Linked DNA regions of Danio rerio: region 2 is linked to region 1. A link is a contact called in public HiCAR-type data. All regions are on one chromosome and are shown on one strand. The core of a region is the stretch at or near the end of the contact, and the rest is flanking DNA. Distances in the headings are between cores, read along the strand shown.

The links. HiCAR-type assays count read pairs that join an accessible place to other places.
Region 2: a HiCAR-type map of caudal fin shows a contact between it and region 1, with 6 times the contacts expected there. The contact joins the enhancer-like site here to the promoter of zbtb17 in region 1. A contact is called at or near these places in 5 of 18 Hi-C or Micro-C datasets (caudal fin, embryo, hematopoietic stem cells and 1 more) and 3 of 4 datasets of contacts at active chromatin or transcription factors (caudal fin, embryo and gastrula embryo).

The regions. Positions count from the first base shown.
Region 1 is chr23:27,192,971-27,199,311 of GRCz12tu, reverse strand. zbtb17 (zinc finger and BTB domain containing 17) reads left to right here and starts at 2,632. Exons shown (of 15, transcript XM_009296916.4): 1 at 2,632-2,747; 2 at 4,938-5,176; 3 at 6,001-6,162; 4 at 6,240-6,341. The coding sequence starts at 4,972. It also overlaps a transcript of hspb7 not described here.
Region 2 is chr23:27,368,836-27,375,176 of GRCz12tu, reverse strand. No RefSeq gene overlaps it. Among named protein-coding and RNA genes, the nearest start is that of epha2b, 36 kb to the right of the region's middle. Within about 2 kb of position 3,451, at least 2 of the 62 cell types and tissues checked have an H3K27ac peak or open chromatin away from gene starts, as enhancers often do. A contact at or near this core is called in caudal fin, where this site is marked.

The sequences.
Region 1 (6,341 bases), core at 1,383-3,882:
TGTGGCTTCAAAAAGATCCTCAGATATTTCTCTTCTATTGAAGCTTAAGATGATCTGGATTAACGCTGTGCAATATATTATTACAGCATCGATAGCACCCGCAAAAGTCACACAGCAAAATATGCAATGTTGGGCTGGGATTATAGTTGGCCAGAAACCACAGGTCACAACACATGAGATTTGTAGAATCACTGCAGAATTTTACCACAATAGAATTAAAAGTTTATTATTTGCATGTGTTTTAAGAGAGTTTAAAGCATTTTGATAGCACATTAAGAATAATAATAAAGATAATTTAATAAAGATTAATTTTATTAAATAGTTTATATGATGAAGTCTATGTTAGTTGTAGTTGCAATTTCCTTATTTATTCAATAATATTTAACTAGTAAACATTGCTTTATATAAACGAATACAGTCTCATTTTTTACATTTTATAATGAACTTATTACAGTAAAAATCTCATTTATAACAGAGTTGCACTGTTTTTTGCCTTTATTTGCTCACTCATTCAGGCCCGTAGTCAGCCTATTAAAAGGGGTGGTTCTTTTTTATGAAAAGGGAGCTTTTTGCAGTTATTCTTCTCAATTTTAATTAAATTGTATGTTCAAATACAGCATTTTAGTGACAATTTACACACTAATCTTTGCTCCATTACCTTGTTGGATGGTGATCATAACCATACTTTTAGATGCAACAAAGAAATTACCTACAATTTTGTCAAAGTGCCTACCATACTATTTTACCTTAAAGTGTTTATTTAGAAATGTGCATTTAAACTTCAAGTTATTAGAGTTTTATAAAAATGTTATGAGATTAGAATTTTAAATTAAACATTTTGAATAAAGAAGTATGTATTCTGGACTTTTTCAGTGGGGTGTGGGTCAACACCCCCCCCCCCCCCCCCCCCAGCTTTTTTTTTCTTTTTAGCTCAGCAACAAAACAAACAAACAAAATTGTTACATCAAATTAGAAATGACATCTCTGTTATAGGCATTTGCCCCAACCCTTTCCATCATTTTCAGATGGGATGGTGGGCCAAATCACAGATTACAATGAGCTAACTTTAGCCCACAGGCCCTATTTTGGGCTGCTCTGGTCTATGCAATTTCTTTTTTAAATTTAATTGTTTAATTTCTGTAACCGAATACAGTTAGACTCTCTCCAAAAAACCATAAAGCACTGTTCATTTCACTTTAATATTTGCTCTATTGTGTTTATCTATGACTGTAGTTTGTTTGTTATATCTAAAAAATAAATGACATAAAAATATATTTATATTTCACTCCCTTACAAAACCATCCCAAATAAATCTAAGTGAATAACTTTTCAAAAAGAGCTATTTAAGTCATCTGGTGAAATTGTATTCATATCGCAGTATATATTGCAGGCAACAAAATATTGCAATGTCAAATCTTTCCAATACCGTGCAGCCCTAATCTAGATCACTTCAAATCCTGATGGAGAACATGATCATCAGGTTTTACACAAACATGTGAAGATTATGCATCCCAAATTCAGCCAGGATTGTCTACTTTAATATCACTTAAATTTATGATAATGATGTAATGGGGAAAAACATTTAGTAGTAGTATGTTTCAGACTTTTGGAGCTCATTGCTTGTCTAAATAAATATGCAACTCATTCCCAGATGGTACAAGACAGATTCACTGAATGTGTTATTTTTATCAAAAGCTACATTTTATAATCGTGTTGTGTTGAGTGATTGAAACACTAATTCAGAAAATAAAAACACATTTGATGATTATTTTGAGCAAATGATTTAAGTCTGAGTCAATGTGAGTCTGTCTTTTGGTTCATGTCCACTTTCATCCATGAGCAAATGACAGGTACTCGATGTGTCTCTGAGCACTTCTTCTATAAATAGAGACTGCTGTTATTTTTCAGTCTTATCATCTACTATTTTTGTACTTAATGTCATCCATCAACTTGTCGCTATCAGTGTGTACCAGATACAAATGCATACAAATCACCACCTGTTGAACATATTAAAGCAGCTTATTTATTTTCAATTTTGTTCGATAATAATAATGATGGGCTATATAAAAATATATACTTAATTAAACTGGAAAAACATTTAAAATGGAGCCTGGTAAATTACACTGGTACAAAGTGTATATTAATGTGTACAATTACTGAGGAAATGCAAACGATAACACAAGGTTAAGAAGACACATTATAGATAATATTTAAATGTGAATGTGAGATTTAAAGTAGATTAGGCAATAAAATGAAAACTCTGACAATAAAACATCTTTTTTGGTGTGTATATTTATTTATTTTCAAACTTAAACTCACAACTAACATGAATAATGAAAAAATATTATAAAATCAAGTAAAAGGGGAGAAAATATCTCTTCAATTGATCAAAAAATGAAGAACAGGTTATGAATTATTAAACAACACACTCGTGGTGGTTTTTAAAATGCACAAAATTTCCCAATTCATAAGACAATTAAATCTATGGACATTCCCTCCCTCTGGTCTTATGATTAGATCACTGTGTTTAATAATAGCTAAAGCTCGCCGTCATGTGGCCAAAACAGAATCTACCGCGCATGCGCAGTTGTGCTTCACTCCCAGCCATTCGCTCGGCCACTATCAATCGATCAGAGAGCAGAAGATGGCGGCGAGACGAGACTGAGCGCTGAGATCGATCACCGAAACACTCGATTGGACGGACGAGCTGAACTCGGGGAAAGCTACAAACTTGTTCATTGTATAAGGTAAATAACTCCAAACACAACCCTGTCTACGGATAGTTTTAGGGCTATTCTTCTGATAAGTCTCTAAAGGGAGGCACGGCTAAAATAAGCAAAGAAAAGGCAGGATTACAGCCCGCCTCTGTCGACGCCATCTTGATCCAGTAGGGCCAGGCACGCTGAATTAATCCCGGAGCTGAGACAAACAGAGAGTGAGGGCTCATAATCAATCCGCAACATCGTCAATCATGATCGTGTTGTGGAATTGCGCAGTTTCTGTCTAATCACTCGACAAATTTACTTGCTTTACTGTTAATCAGTCATCATTGTGCTCGACGAGTCTCGGACTGATAACGATATATTGCATTACTGCAGGCCAAAAAGTCCCGTGCGATTTCGATATAAACCTATCTATGTCGCACATTAAAACACACGAACTGCTACATAATGATGTTTGTTTATTGAAGTGAGACATGATGTGTGCTGGATGATCAATGTCTATTTTAGAGTAATGCACATAAGATGGATACTTTTGTGTCGTGATGAGGTCTTAGAAATCTTTTGTTTTGACAGAAATATATGCCACATAAACAAACACATACACAGAATCAGGTTTACTGTTAACCGCTGTTAGCTTTACCGTTATAAATGCAAATATCTAATCATCAAAATTTTATACATATAAATGAAATAATTGTGTGTGTGTGTACACACTTATTTCTTATGTAGTGGTATGTTTTTTACATTTGTGCCATCATTCAGATTATTGGTCAGACATTTGTAAGTGAATTTTGCCAATAACCATATGTTAAGGTAAGAGCCAATTACAGATGTTTAACCAACGCCTGACCCCCGATTTGTTTAAATTCGTTTTAATGAAAGTTTATTTATATTGTGCTTCTCACAAGGGCGTAGAAGTAGCATGGACAGAGGGGACGTGTCCCCATCAATATCCACCTATTACTGAAATGTCCCTACAAATAATTTAATCGACCTCAAAATAAAGAAATGCTCTGTCACTTAGGCATGGGCCGGTATAAGATTCTGACGGTATGATAACCTTGGACAAAAATATCACGTTTGTACGGTATCACGGTTGTGATTACTTCTCTAAAATATGCTCTTTTTAAATGTCTGGGTAAAACCAAAAACTTTTCCCCCCTTTGAACACAATATATTTTATTTTAAGCCACATTTAAAATATTTTGGAACAGTAAACACTTCAAGCTAAATAATTCAAATGAATCATTTACTTCTGCTGTCTTCATTAGTTTCAAAAACACAGATTTCTTTAAAATTTAAAACGGCATCTTTTGATTTTTTTTTCTGCTGGAGATACTGTTGTCCTAAAAAACTAAAATTTTAATTTAAAAATATTACACCTTAGGAACGGTATAACAGAAAATTTTGACGGTTTTAAAACCTTTTGTTTAAAAGACTTTTCCAAATCGCTCCGCGGTATTCCTTGAAAATGGTTATCGTCCCATGCCCAGTCAACTCTAACACGTGCACCAAGTCAAGTTTCCTACTAGTTCATCTTAATACTACTAAGCAAAGCAGTGCAATTAATCAAAATTCAGTTTTGATTTTGGCCTCCATGATTATGAAAAATAATAATCAGGATAAAACTGTTAAATTACCTTACACACCTCTCTAAATTTTTCTACATTCATACCTCTTTAAAGCCCGACTGCAATAAAATCATGTAAATTGACTTTTGCAGCATGGGATGGGATTGTTATTTGTATTATTAAGTGTTTATTTTATATTATTGCGTACTTTAATCATGTTTTTAAAAGTGCGTAACAGAATTTGTGCTGTTCAATGCATGCGCTCTTGGGATGTATGTCCCCACCAATGTCAAAAGCAAATCTACTCCCTTGACTTCCTATAATAATAAATTATTTTTTAAAAATTATAATAAATTATAATAAATTGCATTCCAAAACAGACAGAAAAGCCATGTCTCTGCTTTAGAATAATAGCAACGGTATTATCTGTGTCAATGGGTCTATAGCAGACACAACTGTAAATTTAGTTTTAGAATAATAATATTATGCAGGTACTAAATGTAGGTATTCATGTGGAAATTAACCTAGAAATGACTGGATTCTGTAATAAAATTAAAAAATAACTTTCCAAACTGTGATATTTTTTTGTGAGCCTCAACATTAGTGAAATTAATTTCCCTCCTCATTTTCTTTTTATGATTAGATAATACTGCCCAAAGTGCCATACACAGTCAGTTATGGATTTTCCATGGCATAGTGGGAAAGTACTTGGGCAGCTGAATGAACAGCGTCAGCTGGGTCTTCTTTGTGACTGCACCTTTGTGGTGGACGGCGTAGACTTCAAGGCCCACAAAGCTGTGCTTGCAGCCTGTAGCTCTTACTTCCGCACTCTCTTTCTTGACCAGAAGGATGTTGTTCATCTTGATATCAGCAATGCTGCAGGTAGGCCTGCATTCCAATAGAGATGCTGTATTAATGGGATATATCACCCAAAACTCAAAGTTCTGTCATCATTTAATAATAATTAATAACTTCTTTTTTTAGTAGAACAAAAAAAAAACGAAATATGTGCCTATTTACTTTTATTTTATGGACAATACAAATACTGAAACATTTCTCAGCATATATTGTGCTACATAATGAAAATCTGGATATACATAGGCATGTCTAAGTAATAAGAGTTCAGTACGTGGAAATGGCGTTAGCTTGTTCTGGTTTAAATCCTGTGAGTGTAAAATCCTGGGGAAAACCAGACCAATCAGAACAAAACACTGACTCTGATCCTCATGGGATCATTAATATGTGCACCACAATGTTTTGTCACAATATTTCTTGTGAGATTACACTAATGATCATTTTCCCCACTTCTTTTTAAGTTTATCTAATCTTGTGTTAAACTTACTCTGTATCCGGGACTCTTATTTTGATAATGGGTGTTTTTTTAGAAAGAGTAAGCAGTTATGTGAAGCAGGCAGCCATACATGACCATGGACTCTCATACCTTTACAGCTTGTCAGAATGCAAAATGTAAGATATACAGGTTATTAACTTATTCAGTGCCACCAAGAATAGCACATGAATATTGTGAAATTTACTGTATATGTTTGTAATAAGACAACAAACACATTGAGTTTTGGGTGAATTTATTATCCCTCTAAACTGAAGTTTTCTGGTTAATTTTGTTGAATGAAATGTTATGGTTTCTATACATCTTCAATTGGTTATTGTTTTCTGTTGTTGTCTGATGGTTTGAATCTTTTCATCAGGTCTTGAGCAGGTTCTCGAGTTTATGTACACCGCAAAGCTAACTCTGAATGCTCAGAACATAGAGGACGTTCTTGCTGTTGCTACTTTCCTTCAAATGCAAGAAATTGTCAATGCTTGTTCAGCTTTTCAGTCTTTGACCGTCTCGTCTGCACCCAAGCCTGGTAAGTCTGGACTCTCAAAAGCCATTGTTTAAGATGTACACAATTTTATTTCTCATTTGTGTTCATGTGCGTAGTAGTAACCGAGCCTTTGGAGGAACAAACAAAATCTGTGAAGAAACCAGAGGAGCCGGACAGTCATTCAGTGACTCAAAAAGCAGGTCCTGAAGAAAAAGAAGCTC
Region 2 (6,341 bases), core at 2,202-4,701, 180 kb before region 1:
ATAATTTTGTTAGAAAACCTTGACTAAACTTTGTCTTTAGATTAGTATTGTGAATCTTATCAAATTGTGAGTCAGGAAAATGGTTACATCCTAGTGTTACCCTCTTCTTCTTCTTCAAGAAGAAGAACTGATTGTGTGTTTGCAGTGTTAAGCAAAGCTAGCAGGTATATCTCATTTTTAAAAATTGTTATCCGATTGGTTTATGGTTTCAAATACTCGCCAATACCGATGCCAGAATTTTTGCAGTATCAGCCAGTATTCCCGATACTACTATTGGTATTGAATGTTTATATATCATATAATCTTTTATAAAGCTGCTTTGAAACTATAATTATTGTGAAATGCGCTATACAAATAAAGTTGAATCGAATTGAAATAATTTTTGGGTGAACTAATGCTTTAATGTAATTCATTTGAATAAATGTATACACTGCTATGTGAACCTATAAACATATAAACCTATATTTTTCTGAACCTATAAAGCTAATCTGTAGTCCCTGGGGAAGATGTTGTTACAAAATGAACAACATTCATTATACAATATCAGATCGTTTTTCATCTCTCTTGTTTAAATATTTGGCTGCAATACACATAAAGCTACCAACATCTGTCATCATAATATTTAGTCGCATATTGTTGCAAAAAAAACCTTTAACCACATCAGTTAATGTAAACAGTAGGCACGGCATGATTACTAATTTCAAGGTTGGAAAAGTCAAGGTTTTAAAATTGATAATATTTTCGGTTATATTGTTCCTGCTGTATATATTTTTTTCTAATGTCTTTTAATGCGTGTTTTTTTATGCAATCATTTGAAAAACAAATCACTTAAACACCAAACTCCAGCATGCTGTAAACATGAACAGTGCAGTGGCTTTACTTTATATCCAAAGAAAACAAGATATCCAAAGATGTCTTTTCAGGTTCTTAACCCAGCAAGCATTTTTTTTGCTTTTAAAAAATGTCTAATAGATGTCTAAACATAGTCGTCTTGACTTAAGGCAAAATTTGGGCAGTGAAAATCTAATAGACGTCTTAGAATAGGTCAAAACTAGACTAGTCATCAAATAAACAGAAATGAATGACTAAACATAAAATCTGTCTAGTTGACCCCTTGTCTAGTTTTGGGCTATTTTTAGATGTTATATTTTAGATTTTCTGTTAGACTGTTAGATCTTTACTGACAGGCCAAGGTTAGCCTTGATTTAGCCAAGACGACTGTTTAGATGTCTATTAAATACAAAATAGTTTTCTCTGTATCAGTGTTTTTGACACTAATGAAGACAGCAGAAGTCAATGATTTATTTTACTCATTTAGCCTGCATGTTTACTGTTCTAAAATATTTTAAATATTTCCTAAAATTGGTGACGGAGTGGCATAGTAGGTAGTGCTGTCGCCTCACAGCAAGAAGGACGCTGCTTCAAGCCTCGGCTGGCTCAGTTGGCATTTCTGTGTGGAGTTTGCATGTTCTCCCTGCGTTCGCGTATGTTTCCTCCGGGTGTTCCGGTTTTCCCCACAGTCCAAAGACATGTGGTACAGGTGAATTGGGTAGGCTAAATTTTCCATAGTGTATGAGGGTGAATTAGTGTATGTGGATGTTTCCCAGAGATGGGTTGTGGCTGGAGATGGGTTGTGGCTGCTTAAAAAAAGTGCTAAAAAAATCTGACATTGCAATATTTAGTTTTTCTGTGATATAATGTATATTGTGATATACTTTGCTATACTTTTATTTTACACATTATTTTAAGGTTAAGTTCTCGCTCTTGGCAAACCATTTTGACTTTTGCTTAAATAAACTCCTAATTTGCTCCCTATTAATAGTTATAAAGGTAGTTTAGGTATAGGTATGATTAGGGATGTAGAATATGATCATACATGTGCTTTATAAATACTAATAAGCAGCCAATATCTAGCTGGCAGCTAGCTTTTTGCAACTCTCACATGGTCACCCACTGATGCTAAGCAGTCAGTACCTGGATGGGAGACCACATGGGAAAGCTTGGTTGCTGCCGGGAGTGGTGTTAGTGAGGCCGGCAGGGGGCACTCAGTCTGCATTCTGTGTGGGTCCTAACGTCCCAGTATAGTGACGGGCACTCTGTAGTGCTCAGTGAGTGCCATCTTTTGCATGAGATGTTGAACCGAGGTCTCGACTCTCTGTGGTCGTTAAAAATGAAAATGTTCTTCGAAAAGAGTAGGGTTTAACCCCAACATCCTGGCCAGATTTGCCTACTAGCCTCTGTCCATCATGGTCTCCTAACTATCCCCATATTATAATTGGATTTATCACTCTGTCTCCTCTCCACCTATCAGCTAGTGGTGTGTGGTCTGGCGTAATATGGCTTCCGTCTCGTCATCCAGATAGATGCTGCACACTGGTGGTGGATAAGGAGATTCCCCCAATGTGTAAAGCGTTTTGAGTGTCCAGAAAAGCGCTATATGAATGTAAGAAATTATTATTATTTATCTCAATAACATGCAACTAGTTAAGAGTGAGAATTGGTCCCTAAGGTGTTACCCAATGCATTAATTTTCATTGACTGCATGATTTTGTAGGGAAGTGGATCATGGGTAACATGTAAAAAAACAAACCACAAGCATAGATAAATACAACAAATCAAAGATAAAAGTGAGACGAAACAGTGCATGCATTATGTTTAGGATATGTAAATGTCAAAATTACACTTCAAAGTCAACTCAACATATCTTTGCGATTTGACTATGGCAGATGCACACATTGCGATATCAATGATAAAATGATATATTGTGCAGTCTTACAAGTCTTACCACCATAGTACTCCTGTCAGATTTGTGCTTTCTGCAATACAATAACAATTAGCAATTCAGTTTGTAACTTGTATCAGTGGTTAGTTTGTATGAATTTGTATGATCTCATCTGCTCACGCCCAAGACTTTAGACTTGACATTCAAACAGACGTTATTCAAGCCTCTTTAATAAATAGCTGGTTGAATAAGACATTTTGAGACTCTTTTAAAGTAAATCTGGTCTTCCTCCCAAACTTTGACAGTAAGAACGTATCCATATTCTTAAAGATCGATGTGTGTAGCAGGGAGTAAATCTGGTAAACTTTGTACTGCCTATAAATCTGAAAGACAAAACGAAGGGCAATTTTCAGACAGGTTATGCCGAAGCCCTCCAAGACATATCGTTCTCCTCATCTTTCTTTTCATCCCAATAGGAAGAGGGGTGTGTTAGTGGAAAAAAGGAGGTGAAGTATCGAAGATTTACAATGCCGTGACAGACCAAGTGCAGGAATGTTAATTGACACCCACTCCCGGCAAAGTAGTGATGCATTCGCAGGAAGCATGAGTCTGGAGAGCCTGAAATAATGAAAGAAGAGTTGAAGTGGCATCTATATTGTTCCTACAGTTATAAAACAAGCCTACGGCGAAGGTAGCAGTAGAAAGTTTGGTATGTAGTAAAAACCACAGTTGGAGGACATTGCAGCAAGAACAGGCATGCAAATATCTAATTCAAATAGCTTGGAGGGTTTTTGACTGCTTTATTGAGGCCACATGTCGGCGGCCGAGTACATGTGATATGATACTTAGATACTTCGATGGTATTTTTATAAACCCATCGGACTGCTTTAGAAAGATCTGTTTTGCATTTCACCCTAAGCCTTTACTTATGAAAATCAGGCTAGAAAAATATGAGAAGCATTTGCTTATGACCAGTATACAGTTATCCAGTTATACATGCTCTTATTACTTTGTACTTGCTTATGATTTATGTGTGTGTGTGCAGGTGCAGGAAAGAAAGGCTGAAGCGTTTATTCCAGGCACGTGTGTGTACTGTCCTTCATCTATTCAGCTCTCTGTAATTCTATGGGCATGAACCACACTGACTCGGCTCCAAAAGACCAAATTAGAAAGAGCAGGAAAATGTTAAGAATGCTGAAAATACTGGGGTTGGCTTTTCTTTTTCTGATAAGTGTCCACTTTCCACAAGTCATTTGGGCTCGCTAAACATCCTTGCAATTTAAATTATCTCACAAGCTGCTGAGCAGATGCATTCCTTATCAGAAATAGACTTACATGCACAGTGTGCTCTTTTTTTTTGTTTCCTTAAACCTAAAACTGGGAATTCTTAATTTATTAACCATCCAGGTTTCAAAAGAGATAACATAGTGGGAGTTGATGCACAGATTGTGGAGGAATGTAATTGCGCTCAAACAGGGAGGCATTCTGAGAGATTATGTAATTTAGTGAATAGTTTCACGTACGATGAAGAATAGAAAAACTGTAAATCCATAATTTACAGTCTTATATGTGTGAAGAGTTTATTTGCAAAATTGGATAACTCAGTTTTTAGTCATTTAAATCAGGTTTCGTGTTGTATATTGAAAAGTACAATTGCAAAAACATGATTTATCAGCCTGATCTCTCGAGGAAATGTATTTTACGTTTTGCCAGTTTAGTGGCTAATTTGTATGAATTTGTGCGAGTTCAGTCGTACGTAATTGTGTGATTTTTAAAAAGGAGGCGTGGCACCTAACCCCACCCCTAACCCCAACCGTCATTGGGGAATGAGCAAATCATACTAAATTGTATGAAATAGATTGTACGAATTCATATGAATTAGCCACTAAATCAAAAAGTTACTAATTGCTGTGAGATTGTGTTGGATTTATAAAATAACTACACTGTAAAAACAATATTGCTGCCTAAAATGTTTAAGTTGAATCAACTTTCTAGTCATATCAACTTACTAAATCAACCTGACTAAAAATATTACCTTATTAACTTATAATAAACTAAATAGTAACAAAAACAGTTTTTTACAGTTTACATCCCCCCCCCCCAAATATATGTATGTACAGTGCTCAGCAGAAATGATTACATCCCATTTTGAAAATTAATATTTTTATCTATTTCTGAGTGAATATGGGTAATAAATATTGGTGCATTTGAACAAAACACATTTAATAAACAGATATATTTATTAAAATAATATTTTAAGGTAAGGTAAGGTAAAACTTTGATGTCCCAGCTGCAGTCAATACACCACACAAAAAACAAATGAGTATATAAATAAATAAATCTATCTATACTCTCAGTCTAAGCAAAGAGTTTAGAACAACCAAGAGGCGACACTCAAAAGAACTGTTCATTGCAACAGCAGCGCCCAACAACAGCCCCGGATTCCGCCATTTTGGAGTGAAAGCATTCAGCTGTCCATTGGATCTTATTGCTGTCATGATGGGAAGCAGCTGCTTCAGTTTTTTTTTTTTTTTATTTATTTAAAAAGCGCATTAAAGCTGAGATACAACCTGAAAGACGACAATACAACACTTACTATCACAATCATCAGCACTTTTAATAGTTTATTTTACATACTTATAATATGCTGTTGTTCTATTGGAGTTTTCATTCCAAAATGGCTGCAGCGCCATCTAGTGGCTGTTTCCCAAATTGTACTAGAGTGTCGCCTCTTAGTGATTCTATGCTTTGGTCTAAGCCACCTCTATTATTTAATAGCTTAATGCTCACCGGATGAAAGGAATTTAATATCTATTTAATCTACAGCAAGGTACTCAACCTTTTCCCCGAAGGTAACAACTTATATTCATTAAGTAGAACATGTGAAACATCACAAACTATTTGTTTAGCATTTCTTAATGCTAAATACAAATGCTGCAGAGACATCTGTTCTCATACACCAATAATTTTCCAAGCAGTGTGAACCAAACGGACTACTTTAGATTTCAGCTGCACAGACAAGTTGCCTAACCAGACTGTGATGCCGTGCTTTATCACGCTTTATACAACAATTCTGTCTTGATAGCCTTGATATATTTAATTAATATCAGCACCCGTACAGCCTCTTTACCCTTTGTGTATTACTCCGCCCACATACAGCTAGCAAAAAGCAGACACTACAGATCTAAAGTTTTAAAGATGCTTGCTCAACTGTTTAACTGTCAGCTTATGATTTGAATCCAACGTGGAAGAAAGTAGTTCCTTATACAAAAGAGATTTTGAGACTCATGTTTGATTTTGTTTTATATACACAATTATGCCGTCAAACTGTTGTATAAATGCAATATCACACTTGTAGCTGTGCGATAGTGCCGATATACAGCCATATCGCACTGCTACTCGTGTGATATTGCTTATTTATAAAACAGCCAGATAAAACATGATCATACATATTTTTGATCCACTCCATGAATTCTTATGCGTCGTAAAAAAATACAGTCTTTGCTGAAGCTTAATGCAGAGATTGTCAACATGTATGTTTCATTTCAGAGAATTATTAAAGAACACACCAAGCTATTTATACGAAGTGACCTGTGTGATGGTTTGAGTATTGATAGTC